Regions from separate parts of the Sus scrofa genome. Here regions 1, 3 and 4 are each linked to region 2. A link is a contact called in public Hi-C, HiChIP or PLAC-seq and promoter capture Hi-C data. All regions are on one chromosome and are shown on one strand. The core of a region is the stretch at or near the end of the contact, and the rest is flanking DNA. Distances in the headings are between cores, read along the strand shown. Region 1 holds the start of DNM2 (dynamin-2). Region 2 holds the start of CDC37 (cell division cycle 37). Region 3 holds the start of TMED1 (transmembrane emp24 domain-containing protein 1). Region 4 holds the start of TIMM29 (mitochondrial import inner membrane translocase subunit Tim29).

Region 1 (3,153 bases), core at 401-2,900, 260 kb after region 2:
TTCCACCTGTACATTATTTTCGTGAATGTTGCCATCCTTTACATGCAGTTCTGTACCTTGCTTTTCTTCCTTTTCTCAGTGTAGCTCAAATTGTTTATATGTCACTACATGAAAACTTCCTCAATCCTTTTTTTATAGCTGCTACATAGTATTTATTTCATGAGCTCCATGGATGGGCAGTTAGGATGTTTCCAGGTTTCTGCCATCATAGTCAAGGCTGCAGTGCCAATCATTTTGGGCCATCTTTTTGCCTGTCTCTGAGACCTGGGTCTTGGGTCAGGGAGCAGGCCTGTAACTTTGGCCACTCTGCCATCCTCTTACTCATTTTTTCTTCTTTCCCCTGTTACTGCCCTGCCCCCTCAGCCCACTTCCCCACCTCCTTTGCTCCTGGCTCCTTATTGGGCTGCCTCTGGCCTATCTTTGTCCAGAGGAATCAGATCACTTCTGTTAAAGTCAGTCCATCTATTCCCGGCTTCCTTTTTTTTTTGGCTGCACCGTCAGCACATGGAAATTCTCGGGCCAGGGATCGAATCCCAGCGACAGCGTCATAGTTGCCACAGCGTCAGAATTTAAACCCACTGCGCCGGCTGAGGGACCGAACCCTCGCTGCCACAGAGACAAAGCCAGATCCTTAACCCGCTGTATCACAGCCGGAACTCCCCCGCCTCTTCCAAGTGGTCAAGAGTCCCAGTTCCCAGAATCCCCAGCGTTGCCTGCAAAATAATAGGGGAGAACTTTCTGGGGAGAAGTTCCGTTGAGTTTCATTGAGTACTCAAAAAGATCCAAGATGTGCTAAAGTTGAAGAATCAGAGGAACGACGTTGGAGCGTCAGCTGCATCAACACAGGCGTCATCAGACGGTATTCCTACGGGAGGACACAGCATTCGCCAGGGTCTGGAGGCGTGGGAGCTAGCGAGGCCGAGCTAGCCTGCTTCTCCCTAGGAACCACTAATCGCCTGATTCTCACCTTCAAAGTGCACTGGGTCCCCGCGCAAGGAGCTGATTTGTGAGCTCACGGCCAAGACGCATTCTGGGACTTGTAGTTTTTTTTAAGAGCCGAGGAACTCAGGCGTGACCATCACCACTGGGTCCACAAGGTGGCGCACGTTGGCGAGTACTTTGGGTCTACTCTTTGCTTCAGAAGACTAGCCGACCTACGACAATCACAAGTAAGCGCTTGTGATTCTTTGATGGACAGATACATCGTCCAATTAGCGTCAAGATTCGAGGTTAAATCCCACCCTCTTGATTTGTTGGCTGACGGAACGGAGTGATATTTATATAAACCAATGGGAAATTTTTAGGGAACTAGGTAGAGTCGAGTGACAGATCTGTGTTTAAGAATCGATCCTTAATATCACTGGCCAATTTTGTTGACTGGCCGGTCTCCCTGCCAATAAAACTGGCGGATGGGCCTGCCATCCGGGAACTCCCCCAATGGGCGGGGCTAACATGCCTTTTTCCGAAACACCGCCTCCCGGCCTGAACAACTCGCTTCACGCTGCTATTGGCTGTTCTACAATAGCGACAGTTCTCGCGTCCAATGAGACTGAGAGAAAGTCCCCGGGGGGGAAGGTTCATTCAGCTGTAGGTCCGTGCCTCCCTTTCACTGGCTTGGGTGCACGAGCGACAGCGCGGCTGACCAACCGGGGGTGGGGCGAGGGCTTTGGGCGCAGCCCCAGGGCCCCGGGCGGGAGGTCGCTTGGGTCGGGTGTCGCCTGAGAACCGGATGAGGCGGCGACCGTGAGGCCGAGCCGGGAGCGGGCGTCGCGCCGAGGCCCGGGCGGACGGGGAGCAACGGCCGTGGACGCCGCGGGGCCGCGTCGTTGAAGGCAGGGGCGGGTGGGGAGCGCGGGGCGCTCGGGCCGGGGCCACCGGCGCCATGGGCAACCGCGGGATGGAAGAACTGATCCCGCTGGTCAACAAGCTGCAGGATGCCTTCAGCTCCATCGGCCAGAGCTGCCACCTGGACCTGCCGCAGATTGCCGTGGTGGGCGGCCAGAGCGCCGGCAAGAGCTCAGTGCTCGAGAACTTCGTGGGCCGGTGAGCGAGCGTGGCGGCGACGGCGGGCGGGCGGCGGCCTAGGGCGCGGAGGGCGGACCGGGAATGGCGCGCCCTGCGCCGCCGGCGTAACTGCGGCGCTTGCGTGCCCGCGACGGGGACGGGGACAGGGAGGCGGGCCCTGTGGGACGCCCTGGGCGGAGGGCTCCTTGCAGGAGGTGGGGAGCCGGCCCAGGCTAAAGGGGTATCTCATGGGCGAGGGCCAGAAGGTGCGGTGGATTTCTGCCGATTCTCTGGTCCTCAGCTATAGTGGGTGAATTCTACCATATGGTTGCCTGTGTGTCAGGGGCAGGTTCCCCTTCCCTGTCTGTCCGAAACCTGTCACTTAGATATCCATTGGGCCGACCCCTGCGGTCTGACTGGCTGTTCATTTATCTGGAGCAGTTCCTGCCGTCTCGTTGGCTGTCTCTCTGTCCTGGATAGGCTTCTGCCACCACCACCATTTGGCTGTCCATCTGTCCAGTACCGCAGAGCAGCCCCCTGCTGCCTGGCCAGCTATCTAGGATGACCTGTCCTGTCCGGCTGCCCATCCGTGCACTTCACAGACTTTAACACTTATCTCTTCCTCTCTTGGGTTACCTCCAGCTGGCCTCTGCTGTCTGACTGGCTGGCTGACCCTTGGGGACCCTGTTGCCTGGCTCTCCTGGGCTGACTCTAAAGCTTAGTGCCTGGTGAACGCTGGCTCCTCTTTTCCAAGTGGAACCTTTGTCTGTCTGTCCTACTATCTGACCTTCTCCTAATCTGCCTGTTTGTGCCATAGCGGACTGACTGTCTGACCCCACCACTGTGGCAGGGGGTGGTGGAGGATGCAGAGAGAAAGGGAGCTGAAGGGTGAGACTGGAACTCCTCTCAATTGGAAGTAGAACCCTCGGGGGAATCTTTCTCCAGGACTCTTTCCTGGTCCATGTCAGGGTACCTCCATGGCCCTAGAACATAGGGGCCAGCCCCCCAAGCTAAAGCCTGCAAATGTGGGGGGCCCTTCCTGGATCCTGGGAAGGAACTTCTTACCTGATCAGGCAAGATCTGGAATACAGCCTTTTTTGGATAGTTCTGAGAAGTCTCAGTTTGGCTCTCTGTCCTGTGGACATATTC
Region 2 (3,374 bases), core at 61-2,560:
TATTTTGCTGGCCTGTGAACACTGCTGGGTGGGAGAAGGGCAAGAGAACAGACTTTGGGATCCTGGAGTCTGGATTTGGGGAATAAGTAAAAGTAGGGCAATGAATCTGGAATCAGACTGGGAGGGTTTCTGGTAAAAGCAGGGTCACTCTGGGTGTCTGAGATCAGCAGTCCATGCTAGGGTCAGAAGGAAGAAGGGGTGGGTTTGGGTCCTGGACTTGCATTTGAATGAGGCTTTCCAAAGCTGACTCCTACAGGAAGCCTGTCTTGGGTGGGGGGGAGAGTTTGGTGACTGGGTCTGCAGTACCAAGCAGGGGCAGGGGCTCTAGCTGGGGGGAAGCCACGTGGGTAGGATTTCCTGACATAATGGGAAACTGGGTCTACAGTATGTGAGGCTGAAGGAGAGTGGCCGGAATTGGAAGCTCCATCAAGGGTAGAGCTGGTGGTTCAATCTGAAAGGGAACTAGGTTTCAAAATGCCAGTCCTAGATGGGACTAAGGATACTGATGGGCACTGGTTTAAGTTCCAGGAAAGGGGTCCTGGGTGTGGGCTGGAGTCCCACGCCAGGAACAGAAATCTCAAGGAAGGACAGAATTCCTTGTTGTATTTAGAGGATTTCTGGATCTAAACGGGAATCACCACTGGGACCCAGAAAGGCCGATCGAAGAACAGACTTACAACTTAAAGTACTGGGAACTCTAGGGATTGGGAGGGGCCCATGGGATGTCCAAGATCACAAGGGGGTACTTGAATAGGATCAGGGTCAAGATTCTGAGGTAAGATTCGGAGCGTAAATGGAAGGTCCCAAACGGAACTGGGGGGGAAGCCCAAAGCTTGTCTTGGTAGTTAAACTCTGAAGAAGGTGCCCTAGGGGTGAACTGGGAGTTCCAAGAAGAAATCGGCAGGGGGAGGCTCGGATAGCAGGCAAGGGACTCAAGGGTCCCGGAAGTTCTGGGATCCCGGAGTTGAATCGAAGAACCCTGGGCGCTACTGAAAGTCCAGACTGTAGGGTGGGAATCTCAGGTGTCCATGGCCGGGTTCCTAGCAGTATCTGAAGTCAGAACTCTGAAGCAGAGACCCGGGAGTGGGGGAAGGGGCTGGCCGCGCGCGCTCTACCTGGTGCCTCCAGCGGAAGAGGCTGGCAGTGTCGATATTGGGGTGCGTCTCGTCTTCATCGTCAGACACCTCGATGTGATCCCACACGCTGTAGTCCACCATCTTGCCTTGGCGGCCCAGCCAGCTCCGACTCTGGCGGCGGTAGCGGCAGCACGGAGACTCGGACCGCCGAGCCCCGCCCCTTCCGCTTCCGTCTGGGCGCGCACGCCCCCGCCCGCACGTGACGTCACATCCTTAGTAACCCTGGCAGCGGCCCTGGCGACCGAGTTCTTAAAGAGCCCTGCGCACGTGTCCCAACTCCTGGGATTCTCCCTCAAACCTCATCCCATCCTGCTTCGGGCACTTCCTGGGGGGTATATGAGTGGGTTCTCCAACCTCGAGCCCCGCTAATCTCCTGCCGCCGCATAGTGGGCCTTTACGGCGGCCGTAAGTGAGCAGTTGGCGAGCCTGAGGGAGAGGATTGTCCTCTTAGCCACGCTGCAGTGACGTCAGCCCTAGCCCACTGCTGGGTTCCTTGTGAAGGGGGATTTAGCTGTGTTGGGGAGGTTGTCTGATATGGAAGGACCTTCCCAGTCCGAGGGGTACAGGACCCTGTCCTGGGAGGGTCTAAGTGAAGGAAGGATATGGCCCTGCCCTTGAGGGGTTGGAGGTGATGGGAGTGCTGTGGCTCTGCCTTGGGGCCTGGTGTTTCCCCGGCTCGAACCACAGCCTCCTCCTCGCTTCTGCCACTCCTGAACGGGGATTCGCGCGCCCCCCTTCGGAATCACCCAGACTTCATTTAACTAGTCTCGGGAGCCGATCCACAGCGTCTCCCCGTGCGGCCGCTGGGTGGCACCAATGTCTAACTAGCGGCCAGTGCTTCTGGCCTCACACCAAGTGGGGAATCTTTCCCGGTGGTAGTGCTCTAGGACCGCTAGCAGGCCTTCCCCTTTCGTCTGGGGCCCCTTTTCTGGTCCTGGGCTCTAAGGACTCTTACATTGAGCTTGAGCGACCCCAGCCACACACTTTCATATATCCCTACCCACGCTTTGATACCAGGATAAAAGGCCGCGTTGCAGCCTAGGGCCGGGATTATCTCAGATTAAAGGATGCTCCGATGGCGTGGGGGATGGGAGAAGCTTCAACCACTTGCGTGAAGGGCGCCTCTTCCAGACTCCCCCAGAGTGGGCGTTTGGAGGGAAAAGGCTGGAGAGAAAGGAGTAAAGGTCTCTAAATGGGGGCGCAGGGGGGATGGGAGGGGATTCCCCAGTCGGGGGAAGGGGAGGGGACACGTCCTGACAAAGCTCCTGCCCGCTGCCTCCCCTCCCCCTCACGCTTCATTCAAACCGGCAAGGAGGCGGGCGGGGGCGGGGGAGTCCCCCTCTCCTCCTCCTCCCTCTCCAGCCCCGGCAGTCCAGCATCTCAGCAGCCGTCACGGCCTGGGCTCGCGCGCGCACGGACCCACACCTCAGGTCTGACAATCGCGCGTGCGCGCGCGCGCACACACACACACACACACACACACACACACACACCAGCAAACAACAAAGGGTCTGGACACCCCTGTCCCCTCCCGCCCCCCAGGCCGGAGAGGGCGGGGCATCCCCTCCCCAGTCCCCCTGCAAGGTAAGATTTGGGCTAAAAGCTGCGGTGGGGAGGGGAACCTGGCGCCCAAGAGGGAGGGGGCTAAGACGGAGGGAGTTTTCCTGTCCCCCAGAAAAGTCAGGTACCCCCCATTAAAATCAAAGTCCCCCCTGTACGCCCTCTGAGGGCTTCAGGCCGGCTTCTGGGCTGAAGGTGTGTGGGGAGAACCCCGGATGTCGGGGATTCCGGGTATACACGGGGGTCTCTACCTGGCTGCGGATACTGGAACTTCCTGGCCCCAGCGAAACAGGATCCCAGGAGACTCAGCTCCCAGAACTGGGGACAGGGCGCCGGAAGCTCCCCCAACAGTGCCAAGCGTTTCCTAACCTCCTGCCAACACAGCATCTCTAGTCCTGGGAACTGAGACAGAGATCCCCGAGTTGCTTTGCACCGTCCCCGGGTCTCCCAACCGCCCTCCCCACATCAGTGCTTCCCTGGCTGTATGTCTTACACCTGTGTGATGGGGGTGGGGGACTGGGAATGCTCCTCTAAGCTACCCAAGCTTTCTCTGCTGCATCCCACAGCCAGACAATGCTTAGCTGTGGTGGTAGGACTGGGTAGTCAGCTTTGCCTTCCTGAGCCTTGATTTCCTCATCTGGGTGATGACACACCTAGGATTTGGGGAGGTCACGCATG
Region 3 (3,563 bases), core at 570-3,069, 360 kb after region 2:
GTTTACACCTAGAAATGTTCTATTGTTATTAAGTTGGGGGCACCCATATATAGGAAAGGCTAGGTCAGGCCAAGGGGGACCCCAGCCAAGGTGAGAGTGCAGAGCCCAAAGACAGAAATCTGAGAGGAGTGGCCCCACCTCCACCTGGGCACACCTTGATGTCCTCCATCTTGACATCCAGCATCTCCTCAGGCTCCACAGCCTCTGCCCAGCCCTCCACCTCTTCATCATCCTGCAGGCTGTCAAAGATGAGTTCAAAGAACACGAGCTTCTCGGAGATTGTGCTGAAGGAGTTGTCAAAGCACAGTTTGTAGTCCCCTGCCTCCGTGGGCTCCACCCTGGACAGACAGAAAGACACACTGACATGGTCTGGACTGGCTGTCCAGTTGGACTTTTCGAGGCAGGCAGGGTGGTAACCCGAGGCCGCCAGAGAGGGGCAGGACTGTAACTGAACCTGGGCAGCCACCGGGACGTAACTCACGTGTGCACACCATCTGCCTTGCGGGACTCGCTGACCAGCAGCACTCCCTGAGGGCTCTCCAGAGTGAAATCCACGTCCAGCCCAGCACCTGCGATCACCTGGGGGGCAGGTAAGAGCGGGTGGAGGACTAAGGGTAGACCAAGGGCACCTGGCAGAAGGCCATGACTGGACCGACCCAAGCAGACCATCACCAGGGGCCTACCGGAGCTTGGAAACCACCCTCACGGTGGTCCTGCCCCTTCCACTCCTTTTGGCCACGCCCCTTGCCTTGGCTCCGCCTCCATAGATTTGGGGGGCCTTGGGATGGGCTCCTAAATCTGGTCACGCCCGCATACACAGTTCTTAATCAACGTTTACCAGATTATGTCCGGCTTGGCCACAACCCAAATAATATAATGGAGCCTTGCTTGAAGCCCTTGCCTTCACCCTTTCCCCGGGAAATCCTCGTGTTGGCCACTCCCTTTCTTGTGCCACATCATGGCCACGCCTCCACCTCAATTGACACCTCTTTAGGCCACGCCCACCCGCGAGAGTCCTGCCCGCTGAAGGCCTCCCTCTTTCAATGGCCCCGCCTCCCCGCTCTCCCATTTCTAGCCCCGCCTTTGTCCGAAACATCCACCCCTTCCTCTCCAAAGCACTACCCCCGCCCCTAGCTCTCCCTGACTCAGACCCCGCGTTCTTACGCACGGGCTCCTCCTCCTTCCTTCTTCAAGGCATGCATCGCTGGCTCAGTTTGGCCACGCCCCCTCTCCCTGTCTTCGCCGGCTCCCCGATCCGGCACCCTCTACCTGGTACTCAGTCTCCAGGCTTGCGTTGGCCGGCGCAGACTGATAGAAACATTGCTTCCGCCCCGCAGGAAGCAGGAATGTAAACTCGCCATCCTGGATCGGTGGGGGCCCTGCCCCTCCTACCTCCACTGGAGGCAATAGTAGCCATAGGGCCAAGGCTAGGGCCGTGCTGGCCGCCATCATCTGGGTCACCCTCCGATTTGCTAACAGGTCGCGGTTCCTTTAAGGGTTAGCCCTGCCCCTTCTGCTACTCGACGGAACTCATTGGCCGCCGCTTCACTCCGTTGTCTGAAGGCCGCGGAGCTAGGAGTGCAGGACCCCCTGAGAGACTAGTTGACCGAATAAATGCCTGATGAACCTAAAAACGCTGGACTTCCTACACACTCTATCTTTGAAAAGCCTCCACTTCTGGTCCCAAACGCTGTTGGGGGAAAGTTTAAAAGAATAAGTACCATGATGGCATATTCTTCTCAGGCAAAATCTAAGACAACGATGGTAGAGGCGGCTGGGTCCTTGCTGTTTTCCCAGAGTACCCCGCACGCGACGACCCTTGTGCGATTCAATGTGGATGTAGCTGGTCAAAAATAGAGGTGGGGCATGGCCCTCCACGCGACCCGTAGGACTAGCATATAAAAAGGTTTAGCTAGGGCGGGTGGAGACCTTTTTATATAAACGTGGTTCAGGCTTATTCTGCGTCTGTAATCGTGGTCGCTGGTCCGACGCCTGACCTCCTCATTTCCTAGCATCTTAGGACCGTCATTTTTTCCGTTTCCTCTTCTGTAAATTGGAGGTGATGAGAAGTGAGATGAGGAGCCTAATGAGCACTGCATTTCTTGCCCAGAGTCAGAGAGGCCTGTCCCCACCCTAAACCCCAAAGGGTCTCAAACTCGATGGTCAGCAGGTAAACGGTGATTGAAGTAGCCCAGGGTATGAGGAACGACAGCCCAGTTGCTTAGCATTAGCAAGAAGCGGGAAGAAGAGTGTGGGCTTGAGAGGTTGCTCAGTTCAAGACACGCCACGGGCTTCACTACTGGACCTCAATTGCCTCATCCGTAAAATGGGTGATATTAGTCCTACTTCGTTGGGCTGTTGTGAGATGATGTTTATTTAGTGCTTGCCACATCATAGACCTTCGGTAAATAGCTGTTTTATTCTGGGTTTCTCTTCCTCCATTGGGCGTTGTGTCTTTCAGTCTGGTTTAGAGAATTTGGAGTCGACCTCCCTCTGGAAAACAGACAGATTAGCAAAGACGTCATTGGAAAGGAACACTTATTTGGTGTTTCCATCTAAACATAACACAAAATGTTTAGATGGAGGAGTTCCCATCGTGGCGCAGTGGTTAACGAATCTGACTAGGAACCATGAGGTTGCGGGTTCGATCCCTCGGCCTTGCTCAGTGGGTTAGGGATCCGGCGTTGCCGTGAGCTGTGGTATAGATCGCAGACGCGGCTCAGATCCCGCTTTGCTGTAGCTCTGGGGCCGGCGGCTGCACCTCCAATTAGACCCCTAGCCTGGGAACCTCCATATGCCGCAGGAGTGGCCCTAGAAAAGGCAAAAAGACCAAAAAAAAAAGTTTACATGGAAATTTTGAATCAAGTTAGGCCTGAGAGAGATTAGCAGGTGGTAACAATTACTCTTAGAGTACAGCTAGTGGTAGTCAGCCCTTTCTTGCATTTGGAGAGCTTGGGGAAGGAGCACTTTGTAATGTCAAAGTTCACTGGTGGTCACGTTTGATACTCTTTTTCATTCCAAGTGTTTCTGTCATTCAGACTACTCAGACACTTTGAAGTAGTTGTGAAGAATGAGTAATAACTTTTTTTTTGTCTTTTTAGGGCCGCACCCACGGTATAAGGAGGTTCCCAGGCTGGGGGTCTAATCCGAGCTGTTGCTGCCAGCCTACGCCAGAGCCATAGCAATGCAGGATCCAAGCCACGTCTGTGACCTAAACCACAGCTCACGGCATCTGGATCCTTAACCCACTGAGTAAGGCCAGGGATTGAACCCGCATCCTTGTGGATACTAGTTGGGTTCCTAACCCACTGAGCCACAATAGGAACTCCCAGCATCTTTTTAAAATGAGGTGAGGAGTTCACATCGTGGCTCAGTGGTTACCTAATCTGACTAGGAACCATGAGGTTGTGGGTTCCATCCCTGGCCTTGCTCAGTGTGTTAAGGATCTGTGAGCCGTGGTGTAGGTTGCAGACGCAGCTTGGATCCCGCGTTGCTGTGGCTCTGGCGTAGGCTGGCAGCTACAGCTCCGATTCGACCCCTAGCCTGGGAACCTCCAAATGCCG
Region 4 (3,246 bases), core at 404-2,903, 440 kb after region 2:
GTCCTGGGGCCTCCGATCCGTGTTCCACGCTACTCAATTCTCTCCCCCTCTAAACTCTTCCATGACCCCCCAGCACCGTTAGGATAAAACCCAAACTCCCTAACAAAGCTCAAGAGACCCCTGTGACCTGGATTCTCTCCACCTGTCTCCCATTTCACTCTCCAGACTGAGTGATACAAGGCCTCTGCAGTAGTTTTTGTCTTCTCTCATTACTGCTCCTCTACCTATGCTGTTTCCTGGGCCTGGAACGTACTTAAGCTTCCTTCCACTCTGCCTGGCTAAATCTACCTTCTCCTTTAAGTGTCAGCAAATTCCTCATCTCTCCCAAGGGGTCCTTCCCTAACCCACCATATCACGTGTGTTCCCTGTCACACATCAAAATCCTTGCAGTCCACACAGTTACATCTACCAGCCTGGGTAGGACTCTTGTTCTCTCATATGAGTATTGCTAGCACTTGCTCAGGGCCTGGTGCGCAGGAAATGCTCAGTGACTAGTGGCTGAACCCCAAGTGTGACTCTGAGCCCCATTCCACCAACTCCCCGGGTCTGACCTGTGAAGTGTCCACGTCAAAGAATGTCTGATAGTAGCCAAAGGTCCAGAAACCAGGCTGCTGCTTCTCCTCCTGTAGGAGCTGAACAGTGTGGGCTTTCAGTGAGGGGTGAAGGGCAGCAGGGACTAGACAAAGGCAGGGCACAGAGACTTAGGGGACCCACCGCTGCCTTGTCACTCTCCTCTGCATCATCCTCAGTTCCATAGCTGCCCCCTGAGCCCATGGCCACAGCCACATGCCCCTGGGGGGTCAACTGATCACTTCTGGTGGTGGTCGCTTCTGGGGTCTGGGCCAGCAAATTAGTGGCTTCCTCGAACTCTGCTGAGAAGGAATATGGGACACAGGTGTATTTGAAGGGGTCAAGACAATTTGGTTCTGCCCACTGCTCATCTGGGGGCCAAGACTAACTGTGACCACCTCGGTGTTCCCCCCAACCCAGGGTACAGCTTCCTCAATTTTGGGGAGTGGGAAAGAGGTGTGTCCCCTTCCCCTCACTCCTAACACTGGACCGCAATTGAGGGCTGGTATGGGGTAGAGGCTCAGGTTTGAGGTCTGAGTTTAGGGCTGGAGCGAGGTTCCTGCCTGGGTCAGGTTTCACAGCTGACTGGGATTCCGGTTAGATGTGAGCTGGGACCTGGATGGGAGGTTCTGGCCAGTGGAGGGAGTAGGAGTGGGGTCAGACCGCGGCGGCACTCACCGTGGAAGGCCAGCTCGTCCGCCGCTGCCATGATCACTCAGGGGCGTCGCCGCATCCCGCTCTGAGGAGAGAGGCCAATCAGGCCCACCCCAACCCCACTCAGCGCCACTCCTTGAAGCCAACCCTCAGCCCCGAGCCCCGTTTGGCGGCTGACCGTACCGCAGGGGCGTGAACACAGCACTCCCGCCCCCCAGGTGCACCCCCGCCCACCTCACCTGAGGCCGCCTCAACTGGCGTGGCCGGTACTCTCTGCGCCTGCGCGACCCGCCTACCAGCCGGGGCAACCCCAGTCGGACCCGACAGCAACATCCGGCGTCGGTCCGTTTTCTATCGTCTTCCGATGGGAAACTACCTCCGGAAATGTTGACGCTTGCGCAGAAGATATTCACCGGATCTTTTTGTTTCGCATACCAGGCGTTTCTTTTCGGAGTAGGGACGCCCAGCCGGAAGAGGATGGCGGCCGCTGCACTGAAGAGGTTGTGGTCCCGAAGCCGTGGGGAGGCGGGGGACGCTGCGGCTGCAAAGCCTGGCGTGTGGGCGCGGTTGGGTGAGTAGAGGCGCTAGGCGGTGGGGGTGGGGGGCCGCAGCGGCCCGACCGCCCTCATCGCGCTTCTCTCCTCTCAGGAGCTTGGGCCCGCGCGCTGCTCCAGGACTACGCAGAGGCCTGCAGAGACGCGGCGGCGGCAGCGCGAGCCCGGCCCGGGCGTGCAGCCGTGTACGTGGGGCTGCTGGGCGGCGCGGCGGCCTGCTGCGCCCTGGCGCCGAGTGAGGCAGCCTTTGAGGAGGCGCTGCTGGATGCGTCGGGGACGCTCCTGCTGTTGGCGCCGGCCACACGCAACCGCGATTCTGAAGCATTTGTGCAGCGGCTGCTCTGGCTGCGGGGTCGCGGCCGCCTGCGCCACGTGAGCCTGGGCCTCTGCTCGCTTGTGTACGAGGCGCCGTTCGACGCCCAGGTCAGCCTCTACCAGGCCCGCTGCCGCTACCTGCAGCCCCGCTGGGCGGACTTCCCGGACCGGATCTTGGATGTGGGCTTCGTGGGCCGCTGGTGGGTGCTGGGGGCCCGGATGCGCGACTGCGACATCAACCACGACGAGTTCCTGCACCTGCCGGCACATCTACGCGTCGTGGAGCCCCACCAGCTGCACTCGGAAGCCAACGAGCGGCTCTTCGATGAGAAGTACAAGCCTGTAGTGCTCACCGACGATCAGGTGGATCAGGCGCTGTGGGAGGAGCAGGTCCTGCAGAAGGAGAAGAAAGACCAGCTCGCCCTGAGCCAAGCCGATCCCCTGGCGCCCTCGGAAGTCGCTAGATGAAACCCATTGCGGCCTGGGTCCTGACCGGATCCTGAGCCCAAGCAGACTGCCGATCAAGGATTGTGCCGTTGGTGAGAATCAGCCTCAGACGTAGAGCGATGGAAATAAATTGTGTGCAGTGATCTCTCCGTGGGTTTTCACAAAATTGAGGGCCTCCCTCTCACCTGTTCCTTGTGAGTTGACGCTAATTCAGAGCCTCCTTGGTCTTGGAGTTGGGAAGAGCAGAAGGACATGCCTTGTAACATTTATCACTGCCAGAGTTAGTGAGGAGCCTTAGATGGAAATAAGCCTTTGCACTGGGCTTAAAGATTCCTCCGACTGAGGTATCACAGTTGTTAGGTGACTCCCAAGCTCTCCTAAGAACTTTTAGATTTTCTTTTTTCTTTTTTTTGTTCTTTTAGGTCCGCACCTACGGCATATGGAGGTTGCCAGGCTAGGGGTCTAATCAGAGCTGTAGCCCCTGGCCTACACCATAGCCACAACAACGTGGGATCCAAGCCGCATCTGCGACCTACACCACAGCTCAGGGCAACATTGGATCCTTAACCCACTGAGAGAGGCCAGGGATGGAACCTGCAATCTCATGGTTCCTAGTCCGATTTTTTCACAATGATGGGAACTCCTAGATTTTCATTTTAAAATTTGAACTGAAATGTTTATCCTGTTTCCATGACTAAAATGTTTT

Evidence for each region. Promoter capture Hi-C pulls out the DNA fragments that hold promoters and counts their contacts. A called contact is a pair of places that touch in the nucleus more often than the background predicts. HiChIP or PLAC-seq counts read pairs in DNA pulled down with a chosen protein or histone mark.
Region 1: a contact with region 2 is called in a Hi-C map of liver, with 7 times the contacts expected there. The contact joins the promoter of DNM2 here to the promoter of CDC37 in region 2. A contact is called at or near these places in 2 of 5 promoter capture datasets (fetal liver and liver), 3 of 47 Hi-C or Micro-C datasets (embryonic fibroblasts, heart right ventricle and liver) and 1 of 2 datasets of contacts at active chromatin or transcription factors (alveolar macrophages).
Region 3: a contact with region 2 is called in an H3K27ac HiChIP or PLAC-seq map of skeletal muscle, with 2.7 times the contacts expected there. The contact joins the promoter of TMED1 here to the promoter of CDC37 in region 2. A contact is called at or near these places in 2 of 2 datasets of contacts at active chromatin or transcription factors (alveolar macrophages and skeletal muscle).
Region 4: a contact with region 2 is called in a promoter capture Hi-C map of liver, with 6 times the contacts expected there. The contact joins the promoter of TIMM29 here to the promoter of CDC37 in region 2. A contact is called at or near these places in 1 of 5 promoter capture datasets (liver) and 1 of 47 Hi-C or Micro-C datasets (heart right ventricle).

The regions. Positions count from the first base shown.
Region 1 is chr2:69,472,363-69,475,515 of Sscrofa11.1, forward strand. It overlaps DNM2 (dynamin-2), which reads left to right and starts at 1,651. Exons shown (of 20, transcript XM_021083818.1): 1 at 1,651-2,043. The coding sequence starts at 1,883.
Region 2 is chr2:69,211,599-69,214,972 of Sscrofa11.1, forward strand. CDC37 (cell division cycle 37) reads right to left here and starts at 1,311. Exons shown (of 8, transcript NM_001123096.1): 1 at 1,116-1,311. The coding sequence starts at 1,217. It overlaps LOC110259341 (a long non-coding RNA gene), which reads left to right and starts at 1,234. Exons shown (of 3, transcript XR_002341637.1): 1 at 1,234-2,720.
Region 3 is chr2:69,574,602-69,578,164 of Sscrofa11.1, forward strand. It overlaps TMED1 (transmembrane emp24 domain-containing protein 1), which reads right to left and starts at 1,820. Exons shown (of 4, transcript XM_003354060.4): 1 at 1,270-1,820; 2 at 482-579; 3 at 155-338. The coding sequence starts at 1,452.
Region 4 is chr2:69,648,017-69,651,262 of Sscrofa11.1, forward strand. It overlaps TIMM29 (mitochondrial import inner membrane translocase subunit Tim29), which reads left to right and starts at 1,654. Exons shown (of 2, transcript XM_003123205.4): 1 at 1,654-1,795; 2 at 1,873-3,246. The coding sequence starts at 1,702. The coding sequence ends at 2,561. YIPF2 (protein YIPF2) reads right to left here and starts at 1,675. Exons shown (of 9, transcript XM_021083826.1): 1 at 1,464-1,675; 2 at 1,249-1,309; 3 at 715-872; 4 at 552-632. The coding sequence starts at 1,279.